Linked DNA regions of Canis lupus: region 1 is linked to region 2. The links are chromatin contacts, called in public Hi-C maps. All regions are on one chromosome and are shown on one strand. Each heading gives the region's core, a stretch centred on a gene start, on an enhancer-like site or on the middle of the called end of the contact. The rest is flanking DNA. Distances are from core to core; before and after follow the strand shown.

The links. A called contact is a pair of places that touch in the nucleus more often than the background predicts.
Region 1: a contact with region 2 is called in a Hi-C map of blood, with 2.7 times the contacts expected there. The contact joins the promoter of TRMT10B here to the promoter of FRMPD1 in region 2. A contact is called at or near these places in 3 of 9 Hi-C or Micro-C datasets (amygdala and blood).

The regions. Positions count from the first base shown.
Region 1 is chr11:54,385,864-54,392,038 of UU_Cfam_GSD_1.0, reverse strand. It overlaps TRMT10B (tRNA methyltransferase 10 homolog B), which reads right to left and starts at 2,621. Exons shown (of 9, transcript XM_038552870.1): 1 at 2,474-2,621.
Region 2 is chr11:54,231,841-54,237,906 of UU_Cfam_GSD_1.0, reverse strand. FRMPD1 (FERM and PDZ domain-containing protein 1) reads right to left here and starts at 3,072. Exons shown (of 22, transcript XM_038552855.1): 1 at 2,917-3,072. It overlaps TOMM5 (mitochondrial import receptor subunit TOM5 homolog), which reads left to right and starts at 3,191. Exons shown (of 2, transcript XM_038552875.1): 1 at 3,191-3,392. The coding sequence starts at 3,272.

The DNA of each region.
Region 1 (6,175 bases), core at 1,372-3,871, 150 kb before region 2:
CCATTCATTCAGTCAATAAATATTCATTGAGCTCCTCCTCTTTGCCAGAGCCTTTTGGGGAATGGCTGGTAGGCAATGGATGTAGATAGCTCATTCAAAAAGTCTGGCTTGGAAGGAGAAAAGAGAGCCGTGTTGGAGTAGCTGGAGGGGCTGTAGAGTTTTCCACTGTTGTTTAGAAAACTGGAAAGTCTATGCTCATGTTTTCTCTCCCACCAAACTGAATTCCTTTGCAGGAGGGACTGTGTACTTATATTTACATAAACACTAACAACTCACAGTACAGAACCTTGCAAACAGCAGTGTTTGAATAAATGTTGTTAAACGAAACTGCATTTTACCATTACCATCCCCATTTCCTCCTTCCTATTCCCCTCCTTGTATCTCAGACCTCTTCAACTTCCTATAGTCCCTAAGGATGTTTCTCAGGAAACTGGGATACAGCAATATTGAAAATCCAGGGATCCCTGGGTGGCGCAGCGGTTTGGCGCCTGCCTTTGGCCCAGGGCGCGATCCTGGAGACCCAGGATCGAATCCCACGTCGGGCTCCCTGCATGGAGCCTGCTTCTCCCTCTGCCTGTGTCTCTGCCTCTCTCTCTCTCTCTCTCTCTCTGTGACTATCATGAATAAATAAATAAAATCTTTAAAAAAAAAAAAAAAAGAAAAGAAAATCCAATGAAGGCAATTCCAATCACTACCGGAAGAGTCTGCAATATAGCAGATTGGGCAGGGACCACATCTTCTTCATCTTTGTATCTTTAGAGGCCAGCACAAGGTCTGGCACAAAATGGAAGCTCAGTAAATATTAACTAGAAGCTTGCTACCTATTGATCCTCAGAAAACAAATGTGAAATTGGACATCACAGATATCATCTGTGTGAGATGTTATCTATGGCCAGTTTTAGCATTTCATTTTTTCATTAAAAAGTGTTTTCTGGGGTCACCTGGGCAGCTCAGTGGTTGAACGTCTGTCTTTGGCTCAGGGCGTGATCCTGGGGTCCCGGATTGAGTCCTGCATAGGCCTCCCTGCGAGGAGCCTGCTTCCCCCCCTGCCTATGTCTCTGTCCCTCATGAATAAATAAATACAATCTTTTAAAAAAAAAAAAAAAAGGTGTTTTCTGGCGTCGCCTGGGGGAATCAGTCGGTTGAGCATCCGACTCTTGATTTCAGCTCAGGTCATGGTCTTAGGGTCATGGGATTGGGCCCCGTGTCAGGCGTGGCATTCCACTTGGAGTCTACTGGAGATTCTCTTCCTCTGCCCCTCTCCCATGCTCTCGCTCTTTCTTTCTCTAAAACAAATAAATAAATCTTACAAAAAAGAAAAAAGATGTTTTCTGAGCCTCTGTTACAGTCCAGTACTGAGTATTGGAGTTTCTCAATTAGTTACTAATCCTGTAACAGTTAATAAGCACCCAACATAACAGTGCATGCTGAGGATTTGAGAATGATGTCCATTCTGCCTTCACAGGGCTCCAATTATCTGACTCAGCCTTGCATCATGGATGGTCTGTTTCCCCACTACATTATAAGCTCTTCCAGGGAAGAGACGATAAAGAATTCAGGTGCACACACTCAGTGACCAGTACTGAGCCTTGCAGAATGAAAAGCATCATCTTAAATGTTTGATAATTATGTTACCCTTCTGCTCACAATTATGCAGTGTTTTCCATTTCACTTATATACATAACTGAAATCCTTACAATGGCCTATACTGATCATTAAGGTCTGCCTCCCCCCCCCCCCCCCCCCCCCCCGCCCCCAATCAAGTGTCCTCTGCACTTTCTGGTCTAATTGCTGCTCCTAACATACCAAGGATAGTCTCACCTCAGGGCTGTGCACTTGCTCTCATTTCTACCTCCAGTGCTCTTCCCCTAGATAACTATATGACTACCTGCCTCATTTTATTCTGATTTTCATTATCTGACATGTTTTACTTACTTTTTATCTGAATTTCTCCATGTCTATCATGTAAGCAGATGTTCTGTTTGCCTTGTCCACTACCCTGTATGCCTACAAAAAGGCTTGGTACATAACAGACGCTCAATAAATACTTGCTGACTTGATCAATTCCCCACCCCACTCCCCATCTCTGAGTTGGCCTCAGATCTTTCCTCACCCAAGTCCCACCTGATGAGCATATCCCTGGACGCTAAGTGATGGGCCAGCCTCTGTTTGCACGCTTTTCTCATTTTCTAAAATTTAGTTCACGGAAGCTGGCTCCAGTCCTCTGGCACCTTCAGCACTAGAGCACCCAGACCCCCGACCCGAGAGTACCCCACCTGTGGGCCCCGCCTCTCCTACAGGCTGCTAGTGTGAGGGGAGGCGGCAAGGGAAAGCACCAAGAAGGTGGAGGACACGAGGCCACAAGACTGTCGAGAGGACCTTCCCGGTGACTGTGCCGCCCACGCACGAGGTGGCAGTCCCAAACCAGACCCCTCCAGCCCCAGGCCCGCCCCGCAACGAGCCCCTGGCGTACCTGAACCCCTCACCTCACGCAGCCTCCGCGGCGCACGTCAAGCCCCGCCTCCGGCCTCACTTCCGGTTCCTGCCCCCTCTCCGAATGGCATTCTGGTAGTTGTAGTTCTCACCCTGGCATCTAGCTCCAGTCCACCAGTCCACCCGCGCTGACACTAGGGTGTTGCCTATGGTTTACGCAGATATTGATTGCCTCGCCTGTCTGAGCCTGTTTCCCGGCTGTGAGATGGAGATTACAATCCCAGCCGCTCACAGACCTCACAGGGTAGCGGCAGTAACCAGGGGTTTTGAGGGCTGTCAAGAACTGGGCAATTGGGAAAGTGGGCTGCAACCAGTCTTTTTTTTTTTTTTTTTTAAGATTTTATTTGATTCACGAGAGACACATAGAGGCAGAGACACAGGCAGAGGGAGAAGCAGGCTCCCTCTGGAGAGCCGGATGCTGGACTCAATCCCAGGACCCTCCCTTCACACCCTGAGCCAAAGGCAGATGCTCAACCAGATGTTCCCTGAAACCACTCCCCCCCCCCTTTTTTTTTTTGAAACCAGTCTTGAGTCACCTTTCATTTCAAGCCTGGGGGCCTTGCCCTCCCCTGGGCTCCTCTACAAGCCACAGAACCCACCAGCTGACACAGCCTTCCCTGAGTACACAGCGGCCCTTACCACCACCTGGCTGTTCAGGCAGAGAACAGAAATATCCCAGTTTGGGGCCTTAACTAATGAGTCTAGCCTCTGGCCATTCTCCCTTACTCAATTCACCTCAGAGATCCATGGGGAAAGTGAGGCTCAGAGACATGAAGAGACTTGTCCAAGCCTTGGTCTGATAAAAATTATCAGCCACTCTTCACTCTTCCCCTTATTCCCAGGGGTCTCACCCTTTCAGAGAGACCCTAGCATGAATGAGCTGGAAATATCTCCTGCCAAAGATACTACAGCCCTGTTGGATTCCTCCTTGACCCCACACTGTTTCCCTCTCTGGACTTTCTTCCCACAGCTCCTCCAACACCTCCACCCTGTCCCTAAGCCTTCAGTTCATCCTTTATTGGCTACTACAGCAATTTTATTTTTTTTTTATTTTTTTAAGATTTTATTTATTTATTTATGAGAGACACAGAGAGAGAGAGAGGGGCGGGGGGTGGGGAGGGCAGAGACAGGCAGAGGGAGAAGCAGGCTCCATGCAGGGAGCCTGACGCGGAACTTGATTCCGGATCTCAAGGATCAGGCCCTGGGCTGAAGGTAGCGCTAAACCGCTGAGCCACCTGGGCTGCCCCTACAGCAATTTTTAAATGCTAAAAGTAAACATTCTTTATCTCCCAGAAGGCTTTTCCTAAAACCCAGCTATAACACCTCTTCTCTGCTCAGAAGCTGGTCCTGGATTTCACTCAGCTGGGCTTGGGAAGTGGCTCAGATGGTCTTCAGTGGCTCCCATCACACCTACTGGTCCCTGCACTTTGCACTCCCTGCCACTGCTCTTGTATCTCTTCTTGCCCCTTCCACCCTTCACCGCCACCCCCCAAATCCCACCACGCAGTGGACATCTGTTTTCCAGATGATTGTGTCTCCTCTGTTCCAAATCCTAGTGGCTTCCCACTGTACTTGGATATAAAGTCTAACTTTCCCAAAGCCTTCCTGGACTGGTTCCTGACTGCTCCACCAATCTCATCTATCACTCTTCCTCTGGCTTGCTGTGGTCCAGTCACACCTGGCTTCTTGAAATGCTTCAAGTATACCAAAGATTTGCACGTACTGTTCCCTTTCCTCTCACTTTTTCTATGGCTGGCTCCTTCTTGTCCTTTAGGCTTCAGCTTAAACCTTCCATCTTCAGAGAGGTCTTCACTGATCACCCAGGTAAGATTGGCTCATCCTATCAACATCTTGGCACTCTTTGTTTCTGTATATCACCTGTCAGTAATCTTTTTTTTTTCCTGTGTCTTTCCTACTAATTTTAAGTTCCTGAGGGAACATCTATCATGTTGATGGTTTGGTTCCCAATGTCACTGCATGGTTTGATGATAGAATCACCAAATGAGTGATTTTTCTCCTTTCTTAACACATCCCAAACTTACCCTCCTATCTGCCAAGTCCAGGACAGGATACTCAGTAGCTACTCCATAAATACTTCTTGACATAGTAGTTCTCATTAATGCTGCCTCCTACAGGAAGACTTCCACAATCACTACTCTGTCCACAACTCCAAAATGACTTCTCTTCTTTGAGCTCTCACAGCATCTTATATGTCCTCTTTCATTGTCCTGAGCCGACAGTGCCTTATATTATAGGTCTCTACCTTTACATGTCATCCTATCTCTTAGACTAGGAGCTCTTGAAGACAGGATTCTCATCCAATTATTTACATCTGTAATCCTGCATCAGGCATCACCTGTGATGGGTGTAACAAATGTTTTTATAAAGAAATAGATCAGCCAATGTGATGGTGAGTGGGAAAAGGATAGAGAAGTGCAAATGTCTGCTAGTTTCTTAGTCATTAAACACGACTCTTGCACTGCATCACATTCTACGTATTTCATCTAGGGGCCTATGTATCTCAAAGTGCTAAACAGGACCACCCCCACCCCACCCTTCATTTTAGCCTCTCAACAATGAGGGATTTCCCAGAACTTCTGGAACTTAGTACTCCTCAGGGGAACTGCAGAGTAAACTACCAACTCCATACAGTAGCAACCCAAGAAAGTTAATGGATTTGAGGGGAGAGCAAGTGAAGAAAGACAGAAATAAACATTTGAGTACCTATGCCAGAGGCTTCACAGTCTTCCTGCCTTCATGATTATTTCTCACAATAACACTGAATGTGTATTACATAACGATCTCTAGTTCAGGATATTGTCCCATTGATAAGAAAATGTATTCAATGTATCTAAATAAGGCATCTGGCACACTGTAGGCCCTCATTAAATGAGACTAGTAATAGTTCCTTTTGTCCATTGGAGAAACTGAGGCCCAGAGCAGTGCCTATAATAACACTATCAGGATTCAAGCCTTGGTTGAGTTGAAGTCCTGAGCTCTTTAACTTGTGAACCTATAAATCATGTCCATGTAAATAAGTTGCATAGCTTTTCAGAGCTTTCTGCTGGTAAAAGTGTTCAAGTCCTGTTTAATTAACATCATACAATTTTTATTATTTCAGTGTACTATTGTTCCTATTTTTCATGGCCACAAAGTCACTTCAAATCTATGTTCAAGGGCCTTATTTAAATGTTATTCAAAATATTGTGTGAAAAGAAATAGGCCTCTAAGAAAATTCATCTTTTCCTGGCACGAGTACTGGTTAACTGGTTAGTTAACAAGTAACTGGTAACAAGGGGTGAGAAGAGCATCTTCTCTTCTCCTAAAATATTGCTTTCCTCTGATTCCCAAGATCTTAGGTACTTAGGTACTCATTCTGCTCCCTGCTTTTTCTGGGTGAAGGAGAGGAATTAGGGGGCCAGTGCAGACCACAACTGATCAGGAGTACCAGAAGGACAAAGGGACCCCTTAAATGAACCTTAGTAGCCCAATGTGAGCATCTCGGCCAGAATTGGCCTCGACAGAGAAGCCAGGGTAAAAAGACATCCCAAGGGTATCTTGAAATCAGTTTTCCCGGGGTCTGAAAACAAAATGTAAGAAATGGTATCATACTGGTTGAAGCATCCGTAAAGTTTGGGAGTTATTATTAACTTTTACTATTTGCTAGATTATTTACCATATT
Region 2 (6,066 bases), core at 1,823-4,322:
CAAGTGGAGGAGCCATGCAAGGGGAAGACAGAGTTCAGGCATTTTTGAAACAGTTCACCCTCCTAAACTGTATCCAGAACCAGTTCCTCACCTCAAGACCGACTGCTCCTTATTTCTTTCCACTACCTTCCTGTCTCCCTACAGGTAGGCTGCCAAGCACCACATACCTCTCTAAGAGAATTGTTATGAGAATAATGTTGCCCTTTAACAGGTCAGCTATTTGCCACATCACCAGTCCAGTCAATAAGTGCTGCTTCATATAGCATTGGATGAATAAAATTCAAACGCTAAAAAGTGGATCTTTTTACCAAGATACATGACTTTTTGCTAATTTCTCCCCTCTTTGAATCCCTGTGAACCCAGGCAAGTTACTCAAAAACATCTCAGTAAAGAAAAAAAATGGTAGTTCTATATGAGAACTGTGTAACTAAACTCAGTCAGCATCAGGGACCTCAGTTACTGGTCCTCATTCCTTGAGGAATGAGGTCTGCCCATCACCAGCAGAAAGATTTGCCAACTCATTTTGCCAACTCATTTTGCCTCACTATTTAGATGGATGAGATATGCCTTCTTGTTACATTCTTCCTACTGCATTCTTCTTCCTGGCTGCCTTGATGCCAGACCACATTTGATAATATTTTGATTCCCATACACTCCAGACCAGAATGCCCTAGATGATGCAATTAGAAATAAAAATGCTTAGATTGTTAGAACTGAACAGGACTCTCAAGAGCATTTAATCATATCTTCTCCTTTTACAACTAAAGAAATGGAATTGCATTGAAACAGAGACTTGTCCCTCATCACATGGCTTGATGGTGGCAGTGCCAAATCTAGAGGCTGTATCTCCAGTCTTCCTGTCCAGTTTCTTTCCACAGCCCCTGCTGCTTTCCAGGGTCAGTGCAGGCTTTCTATACACTCTCAAAGTGTTGGATAGTGGCTGCTCCTTGGGAGCAGCCCCTTCCATTCCAGAGCTGCCTCTGCTATTCCCCTACATGAGTTAGGGATAGGAGAGGTTACTAAAGCCCGAATATGTAGAGGAGTTCTCTTTCTTGCCCCAATGTCTTACATTCTATCAATCAGGAAAGTGGGCAGCATTGCTTTAGTTACCAGTTACTGCAGTAAATTAATGTTCTAATTTATCCAAAACCAATGTTGTGCAATGTGCAGTCAGGAAGGCACATTCTCTTTTTGTTTGTTTGTTTGTTTGTTTTTTAGAGAGGGCAGCTGGCGGAGGGAGGGAGAGTGAGAATCCCAAGCAGGCTCCATGCCCAGCTCAGAGCTCAAGGTGGGGCTCAATCTCACAACCCTGAAATCATGATCTGAGTTGAAATCAACAGTTGGACGCTTGACAGACTGAGCCACTCAAGCATCCCAGATATATTCTGGTTTTGAATTATGTGAGCAATTCAATCATCTGGTTTGTGTCTAAAAATTATAAATGGCTGGGCACTTGGGTGGCTCAGCGGTTAAGCGTCTAGACACCTTTGGCTCAGGTCATGATCCTGGGGTTCTGGGATCAAGTCCTGATCGAGCACCCTGCAGGGAGCCTGTTTCTCCCTCTGCCTGTCTCTGCCTCTCTCTCTCTCTGTGTCTCCCATGAATGAATAAATAAATAATCTTTTAAAAATTATATATGGCTAGTTGGCCTGCAAAATTGGGGGCTGCACTCTTTTGATGACTCTGTGACAGGGAATCTGATTGCACTAAACCTCTACCTCCTGACTCCAGTCTTGGCTATCCAGGCAGGCACTACTGGTTAAAGATTAAGAGAGGAGCAGTGGGGTGCAGGGGAAAGAGAGTGCAACTTGACATTATAATTATCTGCATTAGAACCCTGCCCCTGGGCACCTGGGTGGCTCAGTGGTTGAGCTTCTGCCTTTGGCTCAGGTCATGATCCCTGGGGCCTGGGATGGAGTCTCACATCCAGCTCCCCATAGGGAGCCCGCCTCTCCCTCTGCCTATGTCTCTGCCTCTCTCTCTCTCTCTCTCTCTCTCTGTCTTTCACAAATAAATGGATAAAATCTCAAAAAAAACCCATCACTACCCATCACTAGCAGAATGACTCTAAGCAGTGCACTTGGTTTCTCAGCTCCCCCTCCTCGTCTGTGAAATGTTGAAAGGACCTGAACTTGTTTTATATATACTGTATTACTGGGCCAATATGATAATCTATCAGGAACAATTAACACCAGAAATGAGAATATAACGATAATATGGAGTTAAAAACTTTTATGTCTGAGTCCTACAAACGTAAATATAAAACCCTACTGCAGGGGTGCCTAGCTGGCTCTGTCAGTATAGCATGGGACTTTTGATCTCAGGGTCCTGAGTTCAAGCCCCAGCTGGGGCATAGGGCTTACTTTAAATAAACAAACAAATTTCTATATATAATAAAATGAGGCTGACAATAACATTTTTAAAAACCTATTGCATTTACTAGCTGTGTAATGTAAAGCAAGTTTCATCATCTTCATCTTTTGTTTTAACTTCTCAGGAAATTTTTCAAACATGCTCAAAATAGACTAATTAAAATGCTATGTTAATCATTCTAATTGATTTTCAACATTTTTCTTTTTTTTTTTTAATTTTTATTTATTTATGATAGTCACACAGAGAGAGAAAGAGAGAGGCAGAGACATAGGCAGAGGGAGAAGCAGGCTCCATGCACCGGGAGCCTGACGTGGGATTCGATCCGGGGTCTCCAGGATCGCGCCCTGGGCCAAAGGCAGGCGCCAAACCGCTGCGCCACCCAGGGATCCCAATTTTCAACATTTTTCTAATATCCTTTCCTCTCCCTTCCTCAACACTCCCCCCCCCCCCCCCCGCCAAGGTATTTTAAAGTATATTTGGGCAAGTTGTTTTAAAGCTGTCTGTGCTTCAATTTTCTCACCCAGGAAATGGAGGTTTTGATACCTAACTCACGGCGTAGAACCGTAGCTATTATGAAGTACGGCGGTGTCTTCGGGCACCGCCCGCTCGGAGGTGTAAAAGCACTCTGCGGCGTACAGCGCCCGGCTCAGGACACAGGTTACTGCACAGCCCGGAGGACCCGGCGTCGCGCGTGACTGAGAGACTACGACCGCCCTCTTCAGGCAGCTCCCTGCAGAACCTCTCAGGCAGGAAGAGGATTGTCCCTCGCAGGCCCCCGTCGCCGCGCGCGAACACGAGGGGCGGGAACAGGAAATGGGGTGGGGCCGAGTTCCGGGCGCCCGGCAGCCTCTGAGGAGAGCAGAGCGTGGCCGCCGCAAGGCTGAGAAGCAGAGCCGTGATGTTCCGCATCGAGGGCCTTGCGCCGAAGCTGGACCCGGAGGAGATGAAACGGAAGATGCGCGAGGATGTGATCTCGTCCATACGGAACTTTCTTATCTACGTGGCCCTGCTGCGAGTCAGTGAGTGTCCTTCCCGGGCTGCGGCCGCGAGACCCGCGGGGAGCTCGCGGACTTGGCCCGCCCGACTCTGGTCCTGGGGTTCTGTGGCGGCCCGCGAGCTGAGCGGTCGCGGGGGGGGTAGGACATGTGTGTCGAGGAGAGCGGGCGCAGGCGCAGCTGGGGGTCTGCGGGTCGGGGTCCGGGTACAGAAGTGCCTGCGGCGGCTCGGGCTGCGAGGGTAGTCCCGCCTCGCCCTGCCTTAAGAGCGTTTGAATGGAAAGAGCCTCGAGGGTTACTACCTCCGCCTCGCAGCAGCTCCCGTTTTGCCGACAGAAACGGGGAGCTCGAATGGAGAAATGGCTGGCTCAAGGTCACTCAGAGATCCAGTGAACGATCTTGCTCTAGAATCCACAGTTCTTAATACCACGTTTCCTTCCTTCAGTGCTGACCTCTGAGATACAAAAAAAAATATTGCTTATTTGTACAGAGGGTGAGGTAAATAATTGCTTTTTTTCTTTCTTTCTTTTTTTTTTTTTGGAAGAAATGAGAAGGAAAGGGTATGAGTCTATATGGTTAATAATAATAATACCTGAAGGTTTATTTGAATTTACGTTTGGCCGAAGCATATTTTTGCGTTGTCTGGTCTTGACAGTAGTGCTTTGAGGGGAGACGAGGCTTAAGGTGCTGTATATCCCGCTTGCAAATGAGAACTCACCTTTCAGAGGGTCTTAACACAAAATGTCAGCGCTAAAGGCACACTAGATATTAGAGCTGGGTGCACCTCTGTAGGTCACGTCTCTAGCTTTGCTGATAGGAATCTCAGAAGTGATTTGCACCCCACCCCCCAATTCTCACTTCACCTTTCTTTTCATTGCACCTTGTTGTGTTTTGCGAATATGTCTGGTGGAGAGGCAGAAGTGATTCAAATAAATAAAGGCCATACCGAGGTCATCCTGTAGAAGGCTCCTGTTGGGCCTAGGCCAGAGCTCACTGAAGCTTGGTACCCCATCACTGACTATGGTATTACCTTGTTTCCCCAGGAGAGGGAGCCCTGCTGAACAGAAACCCAAATCTTCAGCTTTTTTTTTTTTTTTTTGCAACTCCCAACTTATTTTTCTCTTCTTACCTTTTTTGTTGACTTAGCTGCCAGTAAAACATTTGCTTCTTTTCAGTGACCTTTGTATCTGATATGAATTAGTTTTCTTAGAAAAAAAAATAGAGAATACTGTTTCACATTACCACTTTTTATTTTATTTTTTAAAATATTGGGGATCCCTGGGTGGCGCAGCGGTTTAGCGCCTGCCTTTGGCCCAGGGCGCGATCCTGGAGACCCGGGATCGAATCCCACGTCGGGCTCCCGTTGCATGGAGCCTGCTTCTCCCTCTGCCTATGTCTCTGCCTCTCTCTCTCTCTCTCTCTCTCTGTGTGTGTGTGACTATCATAAGTAAATAAAATTTAAAAAAATAAAATATTTTATTTATTTATTCATGAGAGACACACAGAGAGAGAGAGAGGCAGAGACACAGGCAGAGGGAGAAGCAGGCTCCATGCAGGGAGCATGACGTGGGACTTGATCCTGGGTTTCCAGGATCAAACCCTGGACTGAAGGCAGCGCTAAACTGCTGAGCCAACTTACCGCTTTTTAAAAGAAGATATAATGGGTATACAGTTGACCCATTTAAAGTGTGCAGTTCAACCTAAGGGTCTATCCATAAACGGACAAAGAAGATGTGGTGTGTATATACAGAGGAATATTACTTAGATATAAAAATCTTCCCATTTGCAACAACATGGATGGACCTATAGGCTATCATGCTGTGTAAAATAAGTCAGAGAAAGATAAATATCATATGATTCCACTTATATGTGGAATCTTCAGAAACAGACTGATAAACACAGACAACAGACTGGTGATTGCCAGTAGGGAGTAGAGTGGGAGATAGACAAAATAGGGGAAGGAGCTTAAAAGCTATAGACTTAAAGTTACAAAAAAACAAGTCACTGGTGTACGGTATAGAGATAACATAGACAATACTGTAGTAACTTTATGTGATAACTAGACTTATTGTGGGGATCATTTCATAATATATAAGAAATTGAATCACTGTGACATACACCTGAAACTAACAGGGTACTGTGTGTTGATTATATTTTATTTATTTATTTTTAGTTTTAGGGTTTTTTTATATTTTATTTAAAAAGAGAAAATTTTTGGATCCCTGCGTGGCTCAGCAGTTTAGCGCCTGCCTTTGGCCCAGGGCATGATCCTGGAGTCCCGGGATTGAGTCCCACATCAGGCTCCCTGCATGGACCCTGCTTCTCCCTCTGTGTCTCTGCCTCTCTCTCTCTCTCTCTCTCTCTCTCTCTCTCTTTCTCTGTCTCTCATGAATAAATAAAATCCTTTTAAAAGAAAGAAAGAAAGAGAAAGAAAGAAAGAAAGAAAGAAAGAAAGAAAGAAAGAAAGAAAGAAAGAAAGAAAGAAAGAATTTAAAAACAAAGGGTATAATTTAGTGGTTCTTAGCATAGTCAGGGTTGTGCAACCATCACCACAATCCATTTTAGAACATTTTCTTTACCTCTAAAGGGGATACCATGCCCATTAGCTGTCATTCCCCCATTTTCTCCCTTCCCTTTCCCTTGGCAACCACTAACCTGTTTTTTCTTTATGGATTTGCCTTTTCTGGACATTTCACAG